Regions from separate parts of the Anas platyrhynchos genome. Here region 1 is linked to region 2. A link is a contact called in public Hi-C data. All regions are on one chromosome and are shown on one strand. Each heading gives the region's core, a stretch centred on a gene start, on an enhancer-like site or on the middle of the called end of the contact. The rest is flanking DNA. Distances are from core to core; before and after follow the strand shown. Region 1 has its middle 4.6 kb from the start of POP4. Region 2 overlaps SHCBP1 (SHC binding and spindle associated 1).

Region 1 (5,628 bases), core at 10-2,509, 590 kb after region 2:
TGCCTGACACGGGAACCCCTCCTGCAATGGTACAGCCTCTCCTGACTGCTTCATGTCTCTTACAGTCCTTACAGGCAAACACACAGGAGTGATACTGGCAGAACTTGCAAAATATTCCCAGGTTTGTTTCTTGCTCACTTTCTTCATCGCTGTAATACCAACGGGGTCCCCTCAGAGCAGGGGCAGAAGGATACTACCACAGTGCCTGCAAGACAAAGCAGAAGCCAGCCTCTTCAGCAATGGTGGCAAGAGCAAACTATATTATGAGCATAGGTATTGCTATGAAAGCTAGCAGCAACCCTCTTTCCCATTAAAAAAAATAATATATGCTTTGTGACAAGCTGCACTCTGGAACAAAAGGGATTGAGGTGACTTCTAGCTGCAAAGCAAGGAAGGTGCAGCCCGGGCCAGCCCTCCCAGGGCTCGCCCCCTCCTGGGGTTGCTGCCATGGCCAGCCCTGCAGGGAGGCCGAGTCTTGGGAGGGCACGGCTGGACAGCCAGGTCACAAACCTCCCTCCTCGTCCATGACACGAAGGAAAGAGCCCACAGCTCTGAAATCAGTCAGCATTTGAGACATCATTTATAACGTCTCCACTTGGAATTCGTATGTCTGAGCAAGCCTGAAGCTTGCTTTCAGCATCTAGTACATTTATTTTAGTTCTATTCTTTTCCATAATTATACAAAGAAAAGAAAAGCGTCCTAAAGAAACTTAAAATTTTCAAGACCATTGTTGGATGCACTTTGCAGCGATGTCATTATCCTCCTTCCTGACCCTAACCTGCCACTGTTTTTATTTTGCTTTAAATGGACCTGTAATTTCACAATGTGAATTCAGCTGGAACTATTCTTTTTGTTAAATAAACTTTACCCTTGGACTGACTGCTTCAGGCTCTGAAAAGAAACATTTCTTGCTTGTGACTGCTCCAAAATAGGTCTGAAATTCAAGAAGTGTTGGTAAATGGGCTATAATCATGCTGAAGGGCAAGAGAGTATTCCTCCTCAAAGACAGAAGTATCCGTGTTGCCTTCCGTTGCCTCAATGTCGATACTTTTACAGATCAGATTTTTTTTCCAGAAAGAAGCCTGCTGTGCTGCAGCGTGTGTTTCAGAGGTGAAACACCTTTAGTCATGCCCTTATTGCCACACTTGGAAGTGTAAATAGCAGCCTCATTTTTACAAGCCCCACGCACACAGCAGAACCTCTCCGCGCTGCCAGTGGCAGCAGGCCCTTGTGACTCAGGACTCACAGGACAGAGAACACCATGTGAGCAGCACACCCAGCTGCTGATGCAGGCGGCTGTGCTCACGGCAGCTGCAGGGATGTTACATGAGTTTGATGTCGGTGACAAATTTGGTTGCAACTGGACACAAGGGTCACCCATGGTCTTAGCGAGAGACTGTAGCACACAGGCACACACATCACATGCACACACGTAGTGGGGTCACGGCCTCCTTGCTGCCTGCCACGTCAGGTGGACATCTCCCCCGCACTGATTGCTGGCCGGCCCCGGAATTGGTTTTCTTCCAGAAAAGGAACAAAAACCACCACCACAAACCAGAAGGAGCTGGGCAGCTCTGTCACCAGTAAGTGCCAAATGGCCAGAGCTGATGTGGGCCTGAACAAAGACTCAATCATCAGCATTAAAAGGCCAGACAGCACACAAAATCCTGTCACTGAATACAAGTGCAGTTTTACACACAAGGCAGTCCTTTACTGCACCTTCTCTGTGCAGCTACCAAAGCAGCCTTGGTCTCAGAGCAGTCGCAAATAGCAGCTATTTTTCCTGTAGGTGCGATTTGCCATTGCAGCAGTCCTAATTTCACACTAATGTAACTCTTAGAAATCCTTTTAGAACTACACTAACGTAGGCGTGACTCAAGCTCAAACTATTTGCTAACTAGGGCTCTGCACTTGCTGAGCTGTGGCAAAGAAAGGATCCCCTGGCAGCTGGCTGCAAATATGGCTCAGCTCAGTTCTAAGTCTGTGATTAGTTTATTCTGTTTAGAGGATCTGCCTAAATTAAAAATGTTCTCTCACCCATTCTCACCCGCTGTTCTGTTTTTAAGAAGTATAAAGTGCTTAATAGTCTCTACCTCCTGAAATAATCACTATAGGGTGAAAGTCCCCACACACACATCCACTGCCATTTTGACCCACTGCAAAATGTGTAAGTTAAGCTCATGCTAAAATTAACATGCACTGATGAGGTAAATGAATTGGCATTGCCATGTATATCTATTAGCTGCTAGTATTTCTGAGCCGGAACGCCATTTAATTAACAGCCTGACAGGCTAGCTCGCTCCTGAACCGCAGCCACATTTATTACTTTTATCTCCTTGGACACCTGCCTCTCTCCATGGTTTATCAGATTTGTGCTGAAGAGATGGACAAAATATTTTCTGTTGCATGAGGTGGTATTTTCTTTAAAGGTACTTACTAAAGCACTGAACTCAAACAAACGGAGGTTTCTGGTTTTTCTTCAGTTACCAAAGCAGTACAGCAGCATTAACCCCTCACAGCCCCATCCCACAGCTGCAGTTCGGAAGAAGTCAGATTGCATATCGCAAGACCAAAGTCCCCCTATTAGGGCCATGCTAGCAGCTGCCACCCTGACCACCCCTCATAAAGCTCTTGCCTGCAGTGGCCATCAATCTGTTAATCTTGTTCAGCCCAGTTTCAACAGTCAAATACTTTTCTCTGGGCATACTTTTCTCACTACCTGGAGACACACAGGTAAAACAGGCAGGGCTCAGCGTGCACGGGCACACCGCGAGACACAGTCAAACTGGGGGGACCTAAAGCCAGGCGGTGACTCAGCACTTGACACCTTCATCAGTGTGGCCTTAGAAATGCACCTCTTAGACAAGGATAGCACAAGCCAACGTGTGTTATCGAACCGGATGGCTCACTCCACGCTCTTCAGGTTAGCAGGTCTCTCTCGCACTCTACAAATGGTGTCATTGTCTGCAGGGACACAGGTATGGCCAAAACTTGTACCCCAGTGGTGCACTGCAAAGTTGACCCAACCAAACCGTATCAAACAGGCTTCCAGAACTGGACAACCATTTCTTAGGAAAAAAGTCTTCATTTTTCTTGGATGAAACATCCAGCATAATAGATCTTTTTGATGCTTGAAACCTTTTTATTTGTATTCTTTTTAATTATGTTAATTTAATATAGTTTAACCAAAATCAAACAAAATGCCACATTAAACAGTTCAATCTGCTATAACTCCAGCAACTATTACTATGTTATAGTTTATCATTTTTATTTAATACCCATTTTGCATCATACAACCCTATCTCAATGTAGGCCAATGTTCACTATGCTTTAAAATATTAAATGATGAAACCCAAGAAACAAGAAAAATAATGCCTCTAAGACAGACTGTAACAGATTAATGCATGGGTGCAGAACGCTGCTGTTAATTAGTAACTACAAGCTGTTCAGGTGTACAGCGGTGTCCATCATACTGATGTGTTTGAACCATGCGTGATCTCAGCACGCAGGGAAACCAAATATCAGTTGCCAAAACCTCAGCTTACTGACTCTTCATTATTGTTTTGGGGAGCAAGTGGTGACTTTTTAGCATTGTATGAGGCTGGGCAATGATGTTTCTGCAGTAGCTATCCCCAGGTATTCTAGTTTCACTCATTCTTTATATATGTTTTATGAAGGATATAGCTAGTTATTTTGATGTTAAAAATACGTTGGTGTTTAAAAAAAAAAAAAAAATCACTTCCTTTACTTATGGTGATATTGAATTCCTTCAAAGTCCTCCTTCCACAGATAAATCTACTATAATGTAAAAGAAGTTGGGGTATGTGAGACCTCGAACCCTGTATGCTAAAAGAAGATGCAAACTGGTAAACTTCGTCCAAAAGATGAACCAATATTTAATTTTATTTATTTATTTTTAAACTTCAAACCGCTAGTTGGATTGCAGCAAGAGATGCCCCAACGCAGACCGCCGAGGCAGGCTCACCAATCCTTGTCCTGCGCTGCCCCCTGGTGAGGCAAGCAGCAACTGCGACTCCAGAAGAGCTGGCTCCTTTCCTTGCCTGTGTTTTAAAGCCCAGCTTTTTAAATCATTAAAAGCTTTGAAACCCCCCCAGAATTTGGGGGTTATTGTATGTCCCCCAGATTTCTGCCCCATTAATATATATTTGAATTGTATTTTTTCATGCACAGCAAGGCCAGACTTTCTTATTCACGCATAAGTGACATCTGCAATTTGAGAGGACAAGGAGCTGGGATTTTAGGGTAATAATGACCCTTCAGTCAGCGTGAATAGTTTACCGCATCGGGGGGACATATCTCATCCTAATCAATGAGTTAGACAAACTGATAAAGCAGAAAACTTACTGAAAAACACATTGAAAAGGAACATTTGTGGGACCAGGAGGTATATCACAAGATCACACTCTTAAACCAAACCCAGCCGTCTGAAATTCATCAAATAAATCAATAATGCAAGAGTTTGGGCTTCCACACATAAACATTACAAACTCCCCCCTAGTAAACCTACAGTGCCACGAAATGAAAGTCCAGGCTACTGATCCCAAATACTCTGTTTACCCAGCTGTCTGAGCAGCAATTCTTAGTGTGCCTGCACGCCCCGTTCCCCAGGAACGGCCTTTTCCACAGCCTGAAATGCTGGCATGGGCCTGACCTGGGCCCAACTGAAAGGAGCCGTCAGCAGGACAAGGAAAAGGTGGTGGAGGAAGGACGGCAAGGTGGTGGCGGTGACGGGGCTGCTGAGTTACCTGGGCCGGCTGCACACTGCTTCGGCACACGGTAGGGAAGTTATGGTAGCTGCCTGGTATTCAGATGGAGGAAATCAGATCAGAGCATTTTAAATGGAAATTATTTTTGCTAGTACAGCTGTCCCAAGGGACCAAATTCAACTGCTAATGCAATTTGGCCAAGAGGAATAAGCTATATTGATCCTGAGAGCTCAAATGCTTGCTGAGATAGTCTTTTAGAGAATTACAGTATCTATTTCTTGTATCACCTGCAATCAGCAAAAGTGTAACAGTGATTATAGCCTGGTCACTTTTTACACACATCAGTCCACCTGTGCTCATCTCCAGCTTCAGCTCATGATAACTCTTTAATAAAAAACAAACAAAAACAACAACCAATCTGATCTTCTATTCTTATGTCATACAAATATCTTCTTTTACATTATAGTAGATTTATCTGTGGAAGGAGGATTTTGAAGGAATTCAATTTCACCATAAGTCTTTGGCTACTCTGCACCTAAATTCTAGCTTTCTGTGACTGTCATTGCTCCCACATTCACGCTGACATTCCCCCAGGACACTGCTGTGACCTGACTTGGCCTGCATACATTCTTTTTCCCATCACACACTGTAATTCAACAATACCGACAGCTAAAGCAATATAGCCCCCTACTGTACACATGTATAGTGGTTCAGTGTTGGATTTTTACAAATATATATATATATATTTAGAGAGCAATAAATAATGCCAAACATAGATTTAATGGAATAAGAAATGCAGGTGCTGGCTCATGTAACTTGGAATAAATAATATACATTAGGGGGTTTATATCACCATAAACCTATATCATGCTTTCACGCTGATTTACTTGAAGAAGCAAA
Region 2 (5,235 bases), core at 439-2,938:
TAGCATTTTTTAGGAGCTGATTATATTGTTTTTTCTCTTACAGTTTCACAATGATCCACTGGCAGCTGTAAGTGCTTGTTACGAAGGAGACACAGTCATCATCTGTCCTGGTCATTATGTCGTAGATGGCGTGTTCTGCATTGCTGATTCTGTTGAATTAGAAGGTAGGGGACTTGCTAGAATAATGGTCCTTAAAATAAAGTAAATAACGTGTCTTTAACTTAGCTCTGCTTAGAGGTTTGTTATATTTTTGCAGAGTTTGGCTGGAGCATTTATTTTTTTTTTCTTTGAACTGTTCCTATTTCTGCTCGCGGAGCTGTGTCTATTTCAGGAAGGAGTAAGCCGTTTCATTACCCATGATCATTTCTGCAAATAAGTTTTAACTTTTGCTGATTAATGGCAAACTCACTATTTCCTCCTAACTATTTGCCTGGATAGATCCTGGTTATATAAATACTAGAGGGGATCCGACAGCAACACAAGTGTGTTGATTTTTAATTTAATAAACACTAAAATCATTCTGGAGAGGTCTCAGTTTCTAAAGTATTTGGGAGAGGTCCTTGTTTTCCTTTGCTTGTCTTGATCTGCCTCAGAGGCATAGTCAGACTCACTGTCAGGGTAGAACTGGTAAATACAGAGAAAGAGCCAAGTGCTATTCAAACTTAGTTTATGACATTTGTTGCATGTCAGCTATGTGTGTGGGGGCTACTGATGTGGATCTGTGCATTATGTGAAGCACATATACAGAGAGTGCTATTGGCTTAATATGCCCTTTTATGCTGTAGAAGTGGATGCAGCATATATGTCTGTTTTTCTCTCAAAATATTTGTTTGAAATACTTTTATCTTGCCTAGGATATGTTGCTTTCTCTTCCTCACAATTCTTGTTTCCTCAGCATAATGTCTCTCCTTTAGGTATGCATGCTGTTGCAGTGTAATGGTCTGTGTATCACTGGGGCTTGTGCAGCTGTTCAGATGCTTCTTCAGCTGCATTTCTTATCTTGTCAAAGCTGCATAATGGGGAAGGCTGGGAGTTTAATTTCCTGCTGTTCTGGATTGTATTTTTCTTGTCCTTATTTTATGAGTATCGTTTTCTTTCTTGCCCTTCTCTTGTGTGTGCTTGGTTTGCATAGAAATGAATGCTGATGGACAATGCACCTGCAGGATAAAGGAGCTCAAATTGTTTTATTTGTCTTCAAAATGGCATTGTTCTAAAATTGTGAGGGGACAACTTCTTTTGTAGTTTTGAGGAAACGGGAATGCAAATGGTGAAATAGCACACCTATTAAAGGATGAGCTACTCTATTTTAAGGAGCAAGGCATATAACTGTATCTTTAGTACAAACCACTCTCTGGGTAATGAATATGTCAGGGTGTTTAATCTTCTTATATGGACTTCTGTTAGAAGTTTTTATGGCAGCAATAGCAGCTGAAAACATTTGAAGTAAGAGCATCAAGAAAAATTCTGCTGGCGCTAATCTGAATAGTTGGATGTTTTGGTGGCTTTTTTTGGGATGAAAGGGTGACTCATCAAAGAAATAATGTTGTTTTGCTTAGTAGAGATTTTATTTCTTTTCCAGTCACTGTGCAAGCCAGTACTAAGGTTGAAAGTACGAGGATTAGTAAGTCAGGGATAAACAAAGACTTACAAGAACTAAGTAAAGTTAAAGCAGTAACAGATGCAGGAAGCCCTAGTCAGGATAGCTTTAGCACTTGACAAAAAAATGTAGCAAAGGTACTGAAGAACTTTGCTCCACCTTGTTTAATAGTTTAAGCTGGAAAGGAACCTGTAGTATCAACCCATCCAAAACCCATGATCAGTGTTACTGGATGACAATTGCCTGTAGCTCCTGGGGAGTCCCTTAACTTACAGGCAGGGCATACGGCCCTGACCTGGCTGGGTATTGACTACTATTTGATATCAGGTGAATCATTCCTTCTCTGTTCCTTGTCAACAGCTTCCTTTACTGCTAGAGCTGCTGCTTCAGAAGTGAAGCAAATTAAAAGCTTTGTTAGAAAATCTGTAGGTACTCGTAGGACAATTATTCCTAAAGCTTTTTCCACTGTTGTGTAGTTAGACTGGATCTGCTATTTATGGTCCCACAATGCTCTTTACATACTGGAAGTAAACTGCTCCCTGCCACCTCCTCCCTAGCAGCACTGGAAAAAGATTCCTGGGTAGTATAGTGTACTTAAGTGTCAGTCACTCAACTACATTAAATCTGCTGTCTTTAAAACTTTCTCCCAACTCTTGTTCAAAGGCTCTTTTTTTTTTTTTTTTTTAACCTTTCTACTTGCACATTAGAGTATTTATTTATGTACTTGGTTAAAAGCTAGCATCCCGTTCAGGCACTTCTTATCTAAGCTTCTGTGTGTGTGTTCAGAAAATGATAGGACTCATGCTGCTCTAATAGATGCTGCATTATTGCTTTCCTTATCATGATTCTTGGCAGTGACAAGCAGTAAAAGCTTTACATGCTCATAAATTGCCCTGTAAGTGGTTGAACGCTGACAAGTGTGGATGGCTTTAGTAAATCAATGCTGGCATATGCTTTTGAAAGTTTCCTTTTTAATCTGAATTAATCTGGAAGTCCCTGTAACACTGGAATGTCAAGTATTGACCCAGGCTTCTCTAAATAGAGAAGCTGAGTTAAGTTTAGTAACAATGGGGAGTCCTTTGCACTTGTTTCCTTGCTTTCTGATGGGGACTGCTTCTCCCTGCTCCCTGTGCTATTTGGAGCCTCTGCCTGCTGCAGTGAGCTGCCGTACTGGAAGCAGGCTGCGGGTGCCCATTGTGGCTGTGGTTACTGCACCTCCATACCATGGTGCAGTCTGGGGAATAAGAACTTTGCCCTCAGCAAGTGTTAGCCCTTTGTTTAATTGGCTAAAATAACCGTATTTTATTATATTATGTGTCTGTCATTCAAGGAAGGGAACTTTTGAGTTTGGTTGTTTTTTGTTGGTGGTGGAGTTTTTTGAGCACCTGGGTCTTGGTATACAGGAGATGTACATGTAAGGTGTGCCATGGCCACTGGGGGAAAAATCCTGTTCAAGATAGTCAAGGATATCTCGAGTTCCAACCCTCTCTTACCTCATCTGAATGTCTGCTTAGGTACCGAGCATCTGATTACCAGTTACTCAACAAACTTGTGTCTTTCACCTCTGCTTTCAGGCTATGGCCTGCCAGATGATATTGTGATAGAAAAGCAAGGGAAAGGAGACAACTTTGTTGACTGTACAGGAGCCAACATAAAGATCTCCAATTTGAAGTTAATACAACATGACGCTGTGGAAGGGATTTTAAGTAAGTGTAAAAGTATCTTGAACTTTTCGTGAATCTTTTATAATTTTCTATTAAAATTAAGTCAGGGATCCACTCTTACAATTTACTGGTTTTAACAAAATACTGTAGGAAAGAATCCTACAGATGTAAATGTTAAGGCTTCCTTTTTGTTTCTTTCCCACTTGCTTATAATGTGGACATCAAAATAACTTCTGTTGTTTGTACTTTCAGGTTGTTGTGGCTCTTAGGCTTTATTCTTATTTTTGGATAAGATAATTTGTCTTAATGTTTCGGCTGTTATGGCAGCCTGACTGACCACTGCAGAGCCTCTGCCAGGCTGCCTGGAAAAGGAAATAATTTCTCTTTCCACAAAAGAGCTCCCATGACAGTATTCACCTGTAGCTGAACCCAACCAGCTCTCCATTGAGGAATGGCATAGACTTTAGAAATAGTATAGGCCTTTGTTTACTAAAAACACATTTGAACTGCCATTCAAATAATCCCAAGTTTTATCCAGTGAGTTTGGCCATGACCTTCTGTCTTTTCAGAAGGTGCTAATTAATACTTTGCCTTGACAGACATTTATTTGTTTTTAAATGTTTAAAAATGTTTATTAATACCCATATATTTGTATTTAATATATTATTAATTCAGAGGATTCTTAGGCGTATAGAAAAAAGAATCGTTGTCACTTTCAAACAAACAAACAAAACCACCCAAAACTAAAACACTTCTAAGACAAATCTTTGACTAGGGTTCCCTTACAGTTTTTCTGCTGATATTAGGAAAAACAGTGTGAGTTCCAACTACGCATGGGCAAATCAATAAAATTAACATAACGTATGATTAAAATGATCATTTTCTCACACTGTAGAAAACACTACAAGTCCATGTACCTGTAGGAGGGATTTGCCTTTGCGTAACCGATTCATTTAACAATATTTGTTGTCTGTGTATAGGTGTCCATCAGGGGAAAACTACTCTGGAGAATTGTGTGTTACAATGTGAAACTACAGGCATAACAGTGCGAACATCAGCTGAGCTGTTAATGAAAAACTCAGATCTGTATGGTGCCAAGGTACAAATGAATTCTTAACTCTGGCTATTTCCTAAATTAAAATAAAGGGTTCTGGTTTGAAATAATACTTCAGTAAAGGGGTGGTTTCTGTCACTCTTAAGAGTACCTTTAAAAAGTGTCTTGGACAGCTTTGTGTTAATAGGTTTAAGAAATTGTTTACAGTGGTCTTGTGGCCTTCAATAGTATCTAGTGAAGTATCTTATGTTGATTTGTATGTGATGATACGAAAATGATCCAGTTACAGGGGATATCTATGAAATAATGACTGCTGCCTTGCTGGACTTATTCTTGTCCTGCAATACCTTTAACGTGATTTTTTTTTGTTTTCCTTGTACATAAGTCATTTTCTAATTAAACCATGTATTTGGCAAATGAAATGCCCTTTTTGGACACCTTATCCATTGATTCTTACAGAATGATGATAAACACAGAATTGAACTCTGAATAGGGCACTTTGGAGAATGATGGGGCTTTGAGTGTTGGAGTGGATGACTAAAGATCAATAAAGCAATGCAAAGTTGCGTGGTTACTCCTTGCCAGAGATTTTTATGGGCTGGTGGCAATAGTATTATTCATGGAGCCTCAACGTTCATATTACTGCTCAAGTTAGTTCACAAAGCTGTGGAGCTGGGGTGGTAACGCAATTTTACCTTGTGCAGCTGGTGAATGAGCACAAAGATCCGTAATGGAGTTGTCAAGCCAAACTGTAAATGTGCCCCAAATTATTTATGTTTTGTGAACTGCAATCTGTTTTATCTTGTAGGGTGCTGGTGTGGAAATATATCCAGGGAGTACATGCACCCTGTTAGACAATGGCATACATCACTGCAAGGAGGGAATACTTATAAAGGTCAGTTCAAAGCATAATGCACTTT

The links. A called contact is a pair of places that touch in the nucleus more often than the background predicts.
Region 1: a Hi-C map of subcutaneous adipose tissue shows a contact between it and region 2, with 4 times the contacts expected there. The contact joins two enhancer-like sites. A contact is called at or near these places in 2 of 8 Hi-C or Micro-C datasets (liver and subcutaneous adipose tissue).

The regions. Positions count from the first base shown.
Region 1 is chr12:19,749,547-19,755,174 of IASCAAS_PekinDuck_T2T, forward strand. No RefSeq gene overlaps it. Among named protein-coding and RNA genes, the nearest start is that of POP4, 4.6 kb to the right of the region's middle. Within about 2 kb of position 1,260, at least 1 of the 8 cell types and tissues checked has an H3K27ac peak or open chromatin away from gene starts, as enhancers often do.
Region 2 is chr12:19,163,998-19,169,232 of IASCAAS_PekinDuck_T2T, forward strand. It overlaps SHCBP1 (SHC binding and spindle associated 1), which reads left to right. Exons shown (of 13, transcript XM_072043811.1): 8 at 44-164; 9 at 3,172-3,303; 10 at 4,242-4,360; 11 at 5,124-5,210. Among named protein-coding and RNA genes, the nearest start is that of SHCBP1, 9.9 kb to the left of the region's middle. Within about 2 kb of position 1,689, at least 1 of the 8 cell types and tissues checked has an H3K27ac peak or open chromatin away from gene starts, as enhancers often do.